Regions from separate parts of the Macaca mulatta genome. Here region 1 is linked to region 2. A link is a contact called in public Hi-C data. All regions are on one chromosome and are shown on one strand. Each heading gives the region's core, a stretch centred on a gene start, on an enhancer-like site or on the middle of the called end of the contact. The rest is flanking DNA. Distances are from core to core; before and after follow the strand shown. Region 1 holds the start of RRP1B (ribosomal RNA processing 1B). Region 2 holds the start of RRP1 (ribosomal RNA processing 1).

The links. Hi-C and Micro-C count contacts between places; a contact is called where the count stands out from the background.
Region 1: a Hi-C map of fetal cortex germinal zone shows a contact between it and region 2, with 2.4 times the contacts expected there. The contact joins the promoter of RRP1B here to the promoter of RRP1 in region 2. A contact is called at or near these places in 2 of 14 Hi-C or Micro-C datasets (fetal cortex germinal zone and liver).

Annotation. Positions count from the first base shown.
Region 1 is chr3:3,879,204-3,884,249 of T2T-MMU8v2.0, forward strand. It overlaps RRP1B (ribosomal RNA processing 1B), which reads right to left and starts at 3,556. Exons shown (of 16, transcript XM_077995535.1): 1 at 3,326-3,556. The coding sequence starts at 3,455. It overlaps HSF2BP (heat shock transcription factor 2 binding protein), which reads left to right and starts at 3,582. Exons shown (of 8, transcript XM_077995593.1): 1 at 3,582-3,731; 2 at 4,795-5,046. The coding sequence starts at 3,585.
Region 2 is chr3:3,735,629-3,740,825 of T2T-MMU8v2.0, forward strand. RRP1 (ribosomal RNA processing 1) reads right to left here and starts at 3,136. Exons shown (of 13, transcript XM_077995597.1): 1 at 2,950-3,136; 2 at 1,285-1,367; 3 at 77-134. The coding sequence starts at 3,082.

The DNA.
Region 1 (5,046 bases), core at 2,306-4,805, 140 kb after region 2:
GTTATACTTGAACACGCCCCAGGGTCAGAACATCCACAACTCCTATTTATTATAACTCTTGGGCGGAGAGAACCCTAACCCCATCATTACAAAAAAACACTTTCTTACTGAATCGAATATAGCATTAACCATAAGATGTACTGTTATTTTGTATGTTGCCAAAAAGAAAGCAATGATGCAAATTAAATTGTCACCAGGTTGATTTTAGGATGCCTCTCCATTTTAGTTTAGTTTACTCCCTCTTTATTTTTAAAGTCGCAGAACTGGTAAGATAGGCAGGGACTGTTTTGTCCACTGCTATATTCCCAGTGCCAAGAGTAGCGTACATAATAGTACACGGTTGGCACTCCATAAATGTTTGCTAAATATATGAATGAGTGAATGAATTGGGACAAATAAGCTCTTATGAATGAAAGCCATGGAGAGTGATCACTTTAGGACTGTGAGTACCTAACTTGAACAGTTAAAGCATGAGCTCAACATTCTGTTACTTAAAGTAATACAAAGATTTCCAATTTATTTTTAAAATTACAAAGCTATCTATTTATGTTGCTGCAGAACAGCTCATGTTTCAGGAAGAGTGAAATCTCAGATTTCCTTTATGATGCCTAAGACAAGATGCAAAAAAGTTTGAGCCTGTCAATGGGAGTCAAATGTCAGGCCAAGTTATTTCCAAATTTGTGTTTTAATTGTGGTGGGGCATAGCTGTGGCGGAGACCGTGTGTTTTCTTGTCCCATTATCACTGTCCATGACGTTCACGCTGCAGAGTTATTTTTTGAAGGCCCAGTGTACTCCATGCCATGTGGTGGTGAACAAGACGTACAAGACAAGAAACTCTGGGTGTGACAGGCACTAACCAGACAGGACTCTGGAGCACTGGTGTAAACTGGTCTTAGGCCCCCTGCGTAACCTCAGCATCTGCAAATCCTGGGCTGGCTCACCAAAGGGTTTGAGCAAAAGGCTCTGTCTAGGCTGTTTTAGCACCATAAGTATTGCTTCTTGTCTTCTACTTTTGTATAGGCCAAGACCTTTCATGGCTGCATGTACTCCCACTTCTGGCTAAGAAAACAGATGGAAGCTTACACTGTTTTGGGAGTAGAATGGCACATTGATAATTAAGCAGCAATGTAGCTAAGTGCTACAACAGAGACACAATGGATGTTTTAGACCCTGGAGGAGTAGGGCGAGATGCTAGGGGAGGCTTTTTGAAGGAAGTGATACTGAACTGAATGCTGGGAGTGAAGAAGGTGTGGGATTCTTTGCAGAGTGAACAGGAGAAGCAAAGGCAGAGAGGTGAGAAATTGTGTGCTATACACCAAGATCCATGACTGGTTCTGTTGACAGAACATGAAGCAGTCACATGGGGCTTAGGGAGGAAGAGCACCTGAGGACAGATCATGACTTGCAGACACTGAATTTCAAAAAATATTGGTGATGTGGGATCAGATTTGTTTTAGGAAGATGACCCTGGGCTGGTCTGTGGAGGACAGATTCGGGGGGACACAAATGAAGTTAAGGAGACCAGTTAGGGAATATGCAGGTGCAGAAGTTTGGGTGAGATGCAAAGGGCCCACAGTCAGAGAATTTATTTCATCAGGAGGCGAAGGAGGGAGGACTGAGGGACACTGGATGTGGGCCAGGGGAAGAGGATGAGGAAGACAGAGGAGTCCAGGACAATCCCCTGCGTCCAGCTGGAATCCGAATGGCTGGTGGGAACTAGCAACCAAAAGAAGAGAAAACAGGTGGTAGAGGAGCAGCAGCAGACAACAGGCTTTCGGGGAAAGAAAATATGACGTTTTTTGGCATCCTGAGTGTGAGGTGCCAGGTAGAGAAGCCAGGCTAGCAAGGCACATCCCAGTTGCAAGTAGGAAAGGGCTGGGTCAACAATTTAGGTTTAGAAACCCCCAGCATATATGGACTACCTGGAACTGTGAGAGTAAACAAAATCTCTTAGGGACATCCCTAACAGAATCAAAGTCAGGAATTTTGGTCTTCATTCCTTTTTCTACCAGACTTCCCAGGAAAGTTTATTTTCTTTTTTTGGGTAGTCTGGTGATTTTTCTTAAAACAAACTGAGAATGTCAGTAATGGGGGAGATAATATCTGTTCTTTTAAGCAGATTCTAAATGTATTAGTACCATCAGTAACTAAATCAAACTTTATCTTAAAACCTCTGTCACACATTGTAGTTCATATCGTATGGGCTCACTCAAGAGTTTACAGAAAATATTCTTGGATCAGGTAAATGAAATCATTCAACAGCAGTGCCGTTAAAATCTACACTACAAAGCCCTGTGTGATCTGGCCACTGCCTACAATCTCCAACTTCATCTCATCACACTCTCCCCGCCCACCCACAACTTAATTGGTCTTTCAAACCACTCCTAGGGCACGTGAAGCTCTTTCCTGCCTCTGCATAGGCGCTTTCCGCTCATCTCTCTTCAGATTTCAGCTGAACATCACCCGAGAGGCCTTCCCAGAACAGTCTATCAAGAAGAGCAACCTCCTTCACTTCTTGCTATTACCTGGTTTTCTTTCTTTCTCTCTTTCTTTCTTTTTTTGAGACGTAGTTTCGCTCTTGTTGCCCAGGTTGGAGTGCAATCGTGCGATCTCGGCTCACCGCAACGTCCGCCTCCCAGGTTCAAGCGATTCTCCTGCCTCAGCCTCTCGAGTACTGAGATTACAGGCATGCGCCACCATGCCCGGCTAATTTTGTATTTTTAGTAGAGTCGGGGTTTCACCATGTTGGATTGGCCAGGCTGGTCTCGAACTCCCGACCTCCGGTCATCCGCCCGCCTCGGCTTCCCAAAGTGCTGGGATTACATGCGTGAGACACCGCGCCCGGCCTACTACCTGGTTTTCATTTCCTTTACTACACTTACACAAGGTCTACTTTATTTGCCTGTTTGCCTCCTTGCTTTATTACTAACAAATCCTCGAGAGTAGTGCTTCTGTCTTCTCTCCTCCAGCCCCGGCACGTAAAGGTGCTGGTCAAAGAAAGGCGGCAATCACCGACCGGACACCAGGGCAAATGAGGGCAGCCCAGTGATTCGAGATGCCGGCTGGGGAATCGGACCCATGTGGGTCTTTTCTCAGCTTTCCCGCTTACTGTGACTTTCACAAGTAACGGAACACCCTCAACCCGTTTCCTCAAGTGTAAAAAGGCACTAGACACAGCAAGAAGCGGTTCTGGCAGCGCGGAAACCTAAGCACACGCTGGGTGTCACGACAACACGTGGAAGCCGCGTTCCGTGCCAGGGCCCTGGCCCCAGCCCCGGCCCCCGGCCCGCCATGTGGCGCGGCTGACCGCCGCCGTGCGCCCACCTGTCTCCCTCTGCGTCTTCACGCTGATGTACTGGCGCAGCTTCTTCACCGCCCGGTCCCGAATGCCCTTCTCGCTGGACGCCAGCCGCTGGGCAAACTGGATCTCGGCCGGCTGCATGGCGGGGGCCATCGCGCCCGCTGGAGCATCCCCGGCCGCGCAACCCGCGGTGCAGCTGCCGCCAGCCGAGCGCCGCGGAGCAGCCAGCAGCCGTCCGCCAGGGCCTCGACTGCACAGAAGGCGGCGACGGCGCGCGGGTTGATGGCGTCACAAAGGCGCCGCGGCTCGCAGCGCGCTCTGGGAGTGAGCGCGGCCGTGGCCCTGGCAGCGGGCGGAGCGGCCCATCTCTTGTGCGAGTGGCGCCGGCTCTGCCTTTCGGTTGCCAAAATTCAGGCTGTACACGGCGAGGTTAGCCAGGGTTAGGACTTGGCCAGGAAGAGACGGACGGCTGTTTGTAAACGGTCTAGGATTTTTTGTTTTTGAGACAGGGTCTCCCTCTGTCGCCCAGGCTGGAGTGCAGGGGCGCGATCTTGGCGGTGATCTTGGCTCACTGCAGCCTCGACCACCCAGACTCAAGCGATCCTCCCATGTCGACCACCCAAGTAGCTGAGACTACAGGCGCGCGCTATCACGCCCCACTACTTTTTATTTTTGTAGAGATGGGGTCTCGCTATGTTGTCCAGGCTGGTCTCAAACTCCTGGGCTTAAGCAATCCTCCCGCCTCGGCCTCCCTGAGCACTGGGATTAAGGGATTGAACCACCGCGCCTGGCCACAGTCTAGGATCTTTAATCCCATTTAGCACACCCCGTTGAGCCAGCAGCTCACCTGCGATCTCCGTGGCACGGAGTTTTTAACTGTGGAGCCCCCGGGTCCCCGGGTGGAGTTAAGACTGGAAGGAAAGGCCGGCACTGGGGCCTGTTGAGCGGGTGAAGGGCTCACCTTCCGCCAGCGCCTGCAGAGGCTCGGGCAGGTCGGCGCGCCCCTTACTCTGGAGCCCTAGTGCCAGTGCTGGGGCACCCGCGCCGGCGTCCCGAAGCCTGGAGAGCACGCGCGCTTCCAGGGGAGTTGGGCAGGGCGGGCTGCTTGCTAACTCCAGAGAGGGAAGAAATCTTAGCTTTGGGTTCATCTAAAACCCAAGAACATCCTATATTTTGCGGACTCAGCGGGCGTGCCGGGGCAAGCTAATGGACTAGGTCACTCCACACGTAGCGGGGGGTTATCTCAGTTGCTCCGCTCAGTTATGTGGGCGACCTCCCGAGGTGCCTGTTGACACAAAAATTCAACCCTTAACATAAAAGCGCCTGAATCCGAGCGAAGGAAGGCGAACCGCGGAGGCGAGGTTTCCAGCAAAGACTGCCAGTTTGAAACAGTCCCCCATAGTGTAGCATTCCTCGCCAAACAGGAAAGGACTCATCCGATTTATTTTACTTGACACTTACATCAGGGGCTGACTTTCCTTCTGCTTTGCAGATAACCCCGGCTAAGTTTAAAACCCCGGCTAAGCCAGAAGAGCCAAAGTGGGACCTCGCCAAGACCACTCCTCGCGCTCTCGGCCGAGAATACTGCGCAAATTCTGCGAGGTTTGAGCCTCGCGCCTCTCCGTTCCCGACCCCCGGCGTGGACACGTTCCCGCGCTTTCTGGCGTCAGGGGTCAGAGGGCACGCCGCCGCGCAGGAGAACGGAGCCGAGGCCGCGGCTGCTATGGGCGAAGCAGGCGGTGCT
Region 2 (5,197 bases), core at 1,886-4,385:
TCCTGTGTCTGGTGGCTCTGATGCTCAGAGGTTCTGACGTCTACAAATGTACCCAACTATGGCAGAGCATACTCACGCGCCTCCGTGGTCTGAAAAGCATGAACGAGCTGGGAAATGGTCCTTCCTAATTCTTCCTGTGCAGGAAACAACAAAAACGCCCTCAGCCCCTAAAGCACCAGGCTCTCACAATGACACACACACAACCACCCACTCACTCACTCATCACAGAGAGTCGGCTTCCAGGGGGTCTCAGCTCAGTGGACTGGAGGTTTCACCCTTGCTGCAAAACACCCCTCTACATCTGGGGTCAACAGCCTCTCACACAACCATGGCAGGCACTGCCCTCCTCACAGGGGCTGTGCTAAAGCCACAGAGTCATGGTTAAAGAGGGACGTGGGAGAGCAGAAGGGAGCCTTGGGACTCACAGCCCCCTAACCATCAGGAGGAGGAGGGCTGCGAGACCCCATAGATCATTCGCTATCTGCCTACATCACTGCGCCACGCATCGCCCAGGGCACTTGCTAAGAGACATTTCATAGCCTCCCCTTGAATTTAACTAAGTATCCTCACCACCCATGAGATTCTGAAGGAGAGCACAAAATTCACAATTTGAGAAACAATGTTTGAAAAAGGCTAGCGGGAGAAGTCCTTGTCTCAGGAGACTTGAATTCTGCCCCTTGGTTTCCACTATTTCAGCACTTGTTTGCAACCCAGGACAAACACAAAACCCAGTTTTCACCCATATGCCAGTGCGGCTATGGTGCACGACTCAGTCAATCACATCAACGACCTCGGCAAGTGTAAGACTCACCGAACCAAAGGCCCACACCCACCAGCCATGCAGAACCAAGCATCAAGGCTATACGACCTCCCCACGGTCTCTGGCCATATTAAAACTGGGAGGACTAGGCCGGGCGCGGCGGCTCACACCTGTAATCCCAGCACTTTGGGAGGCTGAGGCGGACGGATCACGAGGTCAGAAGTTCAAGACCAGCCTGGCCAACATGATGAAACTCCACCTCTACTAAAAATACAAAAAATTAACGGGGCGTGGTGGCGGGCGCCTGTAATCCCAGCTACTCGGGAGGCTGAGGCAGGAGAACTGCTTGAAACTGGAAGGCGGAGGTTGCAGTGAGCTGAGATTGCACCAGTGCACTCCAGCCTGGGCAACAAGAGCGAAACTCCGTCTTAAAAAAAAAAAGAAAAAAAAAAACTGGGTCGACCAGATGCCCATCCATCCTCCCCCGCTGCTTCTGCACCTTCTCTGCTGCTCACTCTACTCACCTGGAGGAGCGGCTTGTCCTGCATCCACATGCAATAGAACAGTCCTTTCCACACCTTCAGCAGCTCGTCGTGAGTAAAACCACCTGCAGCAAAACAGCAACATTTGGATCAAATGAACCCCGCACCTTCGAGTGCCAGGAAGGAAGCCACAGAAACGTGACTGCCTGAATGAGACCAAAGTCCCACTTACTGTAAAGGCAACTGGGGGGCAAAATCTGGCCCTCCCCTTCAAACAATCCTTCTAACCCAGAACCTGCTGTGCCTGTGGCTGTGCGGCTCCTCCAGGTAACTGCCACTTCGTGCACTCAGTAAAACTGAGAATCTACAAGGTATCAGGCACCGTACTCCATTTTGGAAATTCAAAACTGCGAACCTCCACTGTTTCCTAAGCTGATCAGTGGCCACACAGGTTAATCTGTTGGCGATAATTCATCCAGCATTACAATGAGTGTTTCTGCACTTTTCTGCACTTCTCAAATATTAAAAAGAAGAAAGTGAACTCAGGCATTCAGACTAGCTAGGGAGAGAAACAGATTACTCAGGCCAGGTGCAGTGGCTCATGCCTGTACTCCCAACACTTTGGAATTGAGTGCTGAGGCGGGATCACTTGAAGCCAGGAGTTCAAGACCAGCCTGGGCAACACAGGAATACCCCAATTTGTACAAAAAATACTAAATTTAGCTGGCCTGGTGGCACAGCGCCCCCCGTAGTCCCAGTTACTGGGGAGGCTGAGATGGGAGGCTCACTGGAGCCTGGGAGGTAGAGGCTGCAGTGAGCCATAATAGTGCCAATGCACTCCTCCACCCTGGATGACAGTGAGGTCTGTCTCACTCAGAAAAATTTTTTAAAAAGTTTAATTTAAAACATTACTCCGTTGACATTCACTTAAGTCCTATGTCTGGCAAGCTGTTCCTGTAGCAGTGGTTCTCAAGCTGAGTGTGGGGAGCAGTATCAGCCGAACAGCTTCATAAAGCACATGCTAGACCTGATTTGGCGGGGCTGGGACCCTACAACTTGCATTTCTTTCTTTTCTTTTGTAATGAAAACGCATTCTTGCTCTGTTGCCCAGGCTGGATTCCTGGGCTCCTGCGATCCTCCCACCTCGGCATCCCGAGTAGCTGGGATTACTGGCTTGGGCCACTGCGCACGGCATAGAATCTGCATTTCTAACACATGTCCAGGGGATGCTACTGCTGATGGGGGACCACGCTCGGAGAACCACCAGGTACAACGAACAAGTAGATTCTCGGCCCTCAGAGAGATACCCTGAGTGGAAATCGGAAAACAATCCAATAATTACGCAAACAGAAAACTGCTAACAGTGGGAAATGCTACCACGAGGGAAAAATACTGGGTGCCTAAACAGCAGGGCAGCAGGAGTACATGGTCTACTTGAGGGAGGGGACGTCTGAGCTAGGAAAGGAGTTGGGGGCTGGGAAGGAGCGTCCTCGCAGAGGGAACAGAAGTCACCGCACCACGAGGGAAAGCGGCCACGGGGACCGCGGACCGGTAGCAGCAGGAACAGGCCCATGGGCTCCGCCTGCCTGGCCCGGCCACGTGGAGGTTCCATAGGACTCCGAGGGCCCCCAGCCCCGGCCGCCGCCGCCCACACCCGCCCCAGCCCAGCCGGCCCCCGAGACGCCAGCCGCCCACACCCCCACCAACCTGCGGCCCGCTGAGTCCTGGCGACGATGTATTTCCGGAGCTTCCTCACCGCCCGGTCCCGGGTCACCTGCTCATTCCCCGCCAGACGCTGAGCCAGCTGGATTTCAGGCGGGAGCTGCAAGCGCGAAACCATGACGGCGGCGGCCGCCGAGACGCCCCTGTCTCGGGGTCTCCTGGAATCCAGCACACGGAGCACGCGCCGCCCTCTCCCGCCTCCTCCTGGCCCCGGCGCGCGGCGTGACGTCACAGCCCGTGACACCGCCCAGGCGCACGTCACCGCCGCGCAGTGGCCGAGCCGCGCAACTGCAGCCCCCGGAGGCCTAAGACTGCAGAGGGGGCGCGCGCTCCCTGCCTGTGCGCACGCGCGGAGCCGTCGAGCGCGCGCCTGCGCCTGCGCCTCGCTGGGGCTGCGGCTGGCCGGGGTTGTGAGGCAAAGATTTGTTGTTTTTTAATCTTATTTTATTCATAAGCCCACTTGTATTTTTTTCCTGAGACAGGATCTCGCTCTGTCGCCCAGGCTGGAGTGCAGTGGCGCGATCTCGGCTTACGACAGCCTCTGCCTCGCGGGCTCCAGGGATCCTCCAGCCTCAGCCTCCGGTGGAGCTGGGACCAGAGGCGCCACCACTCTCGGCTCGAAACTTTACTTTTAAACCCAGGGGGTGGCTGGATTTGGCCTAGGACGATAGTTTGCCATCCCCTGAAGCAGAAGAATTTTATTTAATTTTAGAAATAACTGTTGAATTCTTTGGTAAAGGTGACGTGTCATGATGTCTGCAGTTCATTCTGCAAAAAAGTAAATCACTACACGCACATAGGTGTATGCAGATAAGCAACCAAGGCAAACTGTTAACAATCGTGGAGTCTACAGGCAGGAATGCAGGTCTTTTCCAGCACAGAATTTTGTTTCTGTGCTGGAAAATATATATTGGCCTGGACAACATGGCGAAACCCTGTCTCTCCAAAAAAAATACAAAAAGTAGCCGAGTTTGGTGGGTGTGTGCCTGTAGTCCCAGCTACTGGGTGGGAGGGGATGGGGACTGAGGTGGGAGGATTGCTTTAGGCTGGGAGCTCCAGGCTGCAGTGAGCTGAGATCATGCCATTGCACTCTAGCCTAAGCAACAGGGCAAGACCTTGTCTCCCCACCTGAAAAAAAGAAAATATATACTGTGCGACATACAAGGAACACGTGTCCATTTCCTGTGGCTTTAAATGACGGAAGTTTATTCTCTCACAGCTCTGGAGGCCAGAAGGCCGAGACCAAGGTGTCGGCAGAAACATGTTCCCTCTGAAGGCTCCAGGGGAGGGTCCTTCCTGCCGCCTCCAGCTTCTGGCGGGTCTCAGTGCTCCCCGGCCTCATCTCCCCAGACTCTGTCTCCATCTTCTCGTGGCCCCCTCCCTGTGTCTGTCTTCACAAGAGTTCTTCCCGTCTCTGTGGCCTCTCCTTTTTTTCCTTTGTTGTTGTTGTTGTTGTTGTTGTTGTTGAGACAGTTTCGCTCTGTTGCCCAGGCTGGAGTGCAGTGGCATGATCTCGGCTCACTGCAACCTCTACCTCCAGGATTCAAGCAATTTCTGGCTGATTTTTGTATTTTTAGTAGAGATGGGGTTTCACCATGTTGGCCAGGCTGATCTCGAACTCCTGACCTCAAGAGATCTGCCTGCCTCAGTCTCCCCAAAGTGCTGGGATTACAGGCGTGAGCAACTGCGTCTGGTCAGCCTCTCCTCTTCTTATGAGGACACCAGTCAGTGGACTGAGGCCTGCCTTAATGTAACATGGCCTCATGTCAACTAACCATGTCTGGAAAGACCCGTTTTCCAAATTAAGGTCACATTCTGAGGTTCCAGCAGACATGACTTTCTGGGGGACAAGCACGAATGAGAAAAGGCCCTGCACTCACACAGTGAGTATGTCTCGCACACAGCGGGTATGTCACGCACACAGTGGGTATGTTACACACACAGCGGGTATATCTCACACACAGCGCGTATGTCACGCACAGTGGGTATATCTCGCACAGTGGGTATATCTCGCACAGTGGGTATATCTCGCACAGTGGATATATCTCACACAGTGGATATGTCTCGCACACAGCAGGTATGTCGCGCACAGCGGGCATGTCACGCACAGCGTGTATATCTTGCACACAGTGGGTATGTCGCACAGACAGTGGGTATGTCTCACGCACAGTGGGTATATCTCGCACACAACGCGTATGTCACGCACAGTGGGTATATCTCGCACAGTGGGTAT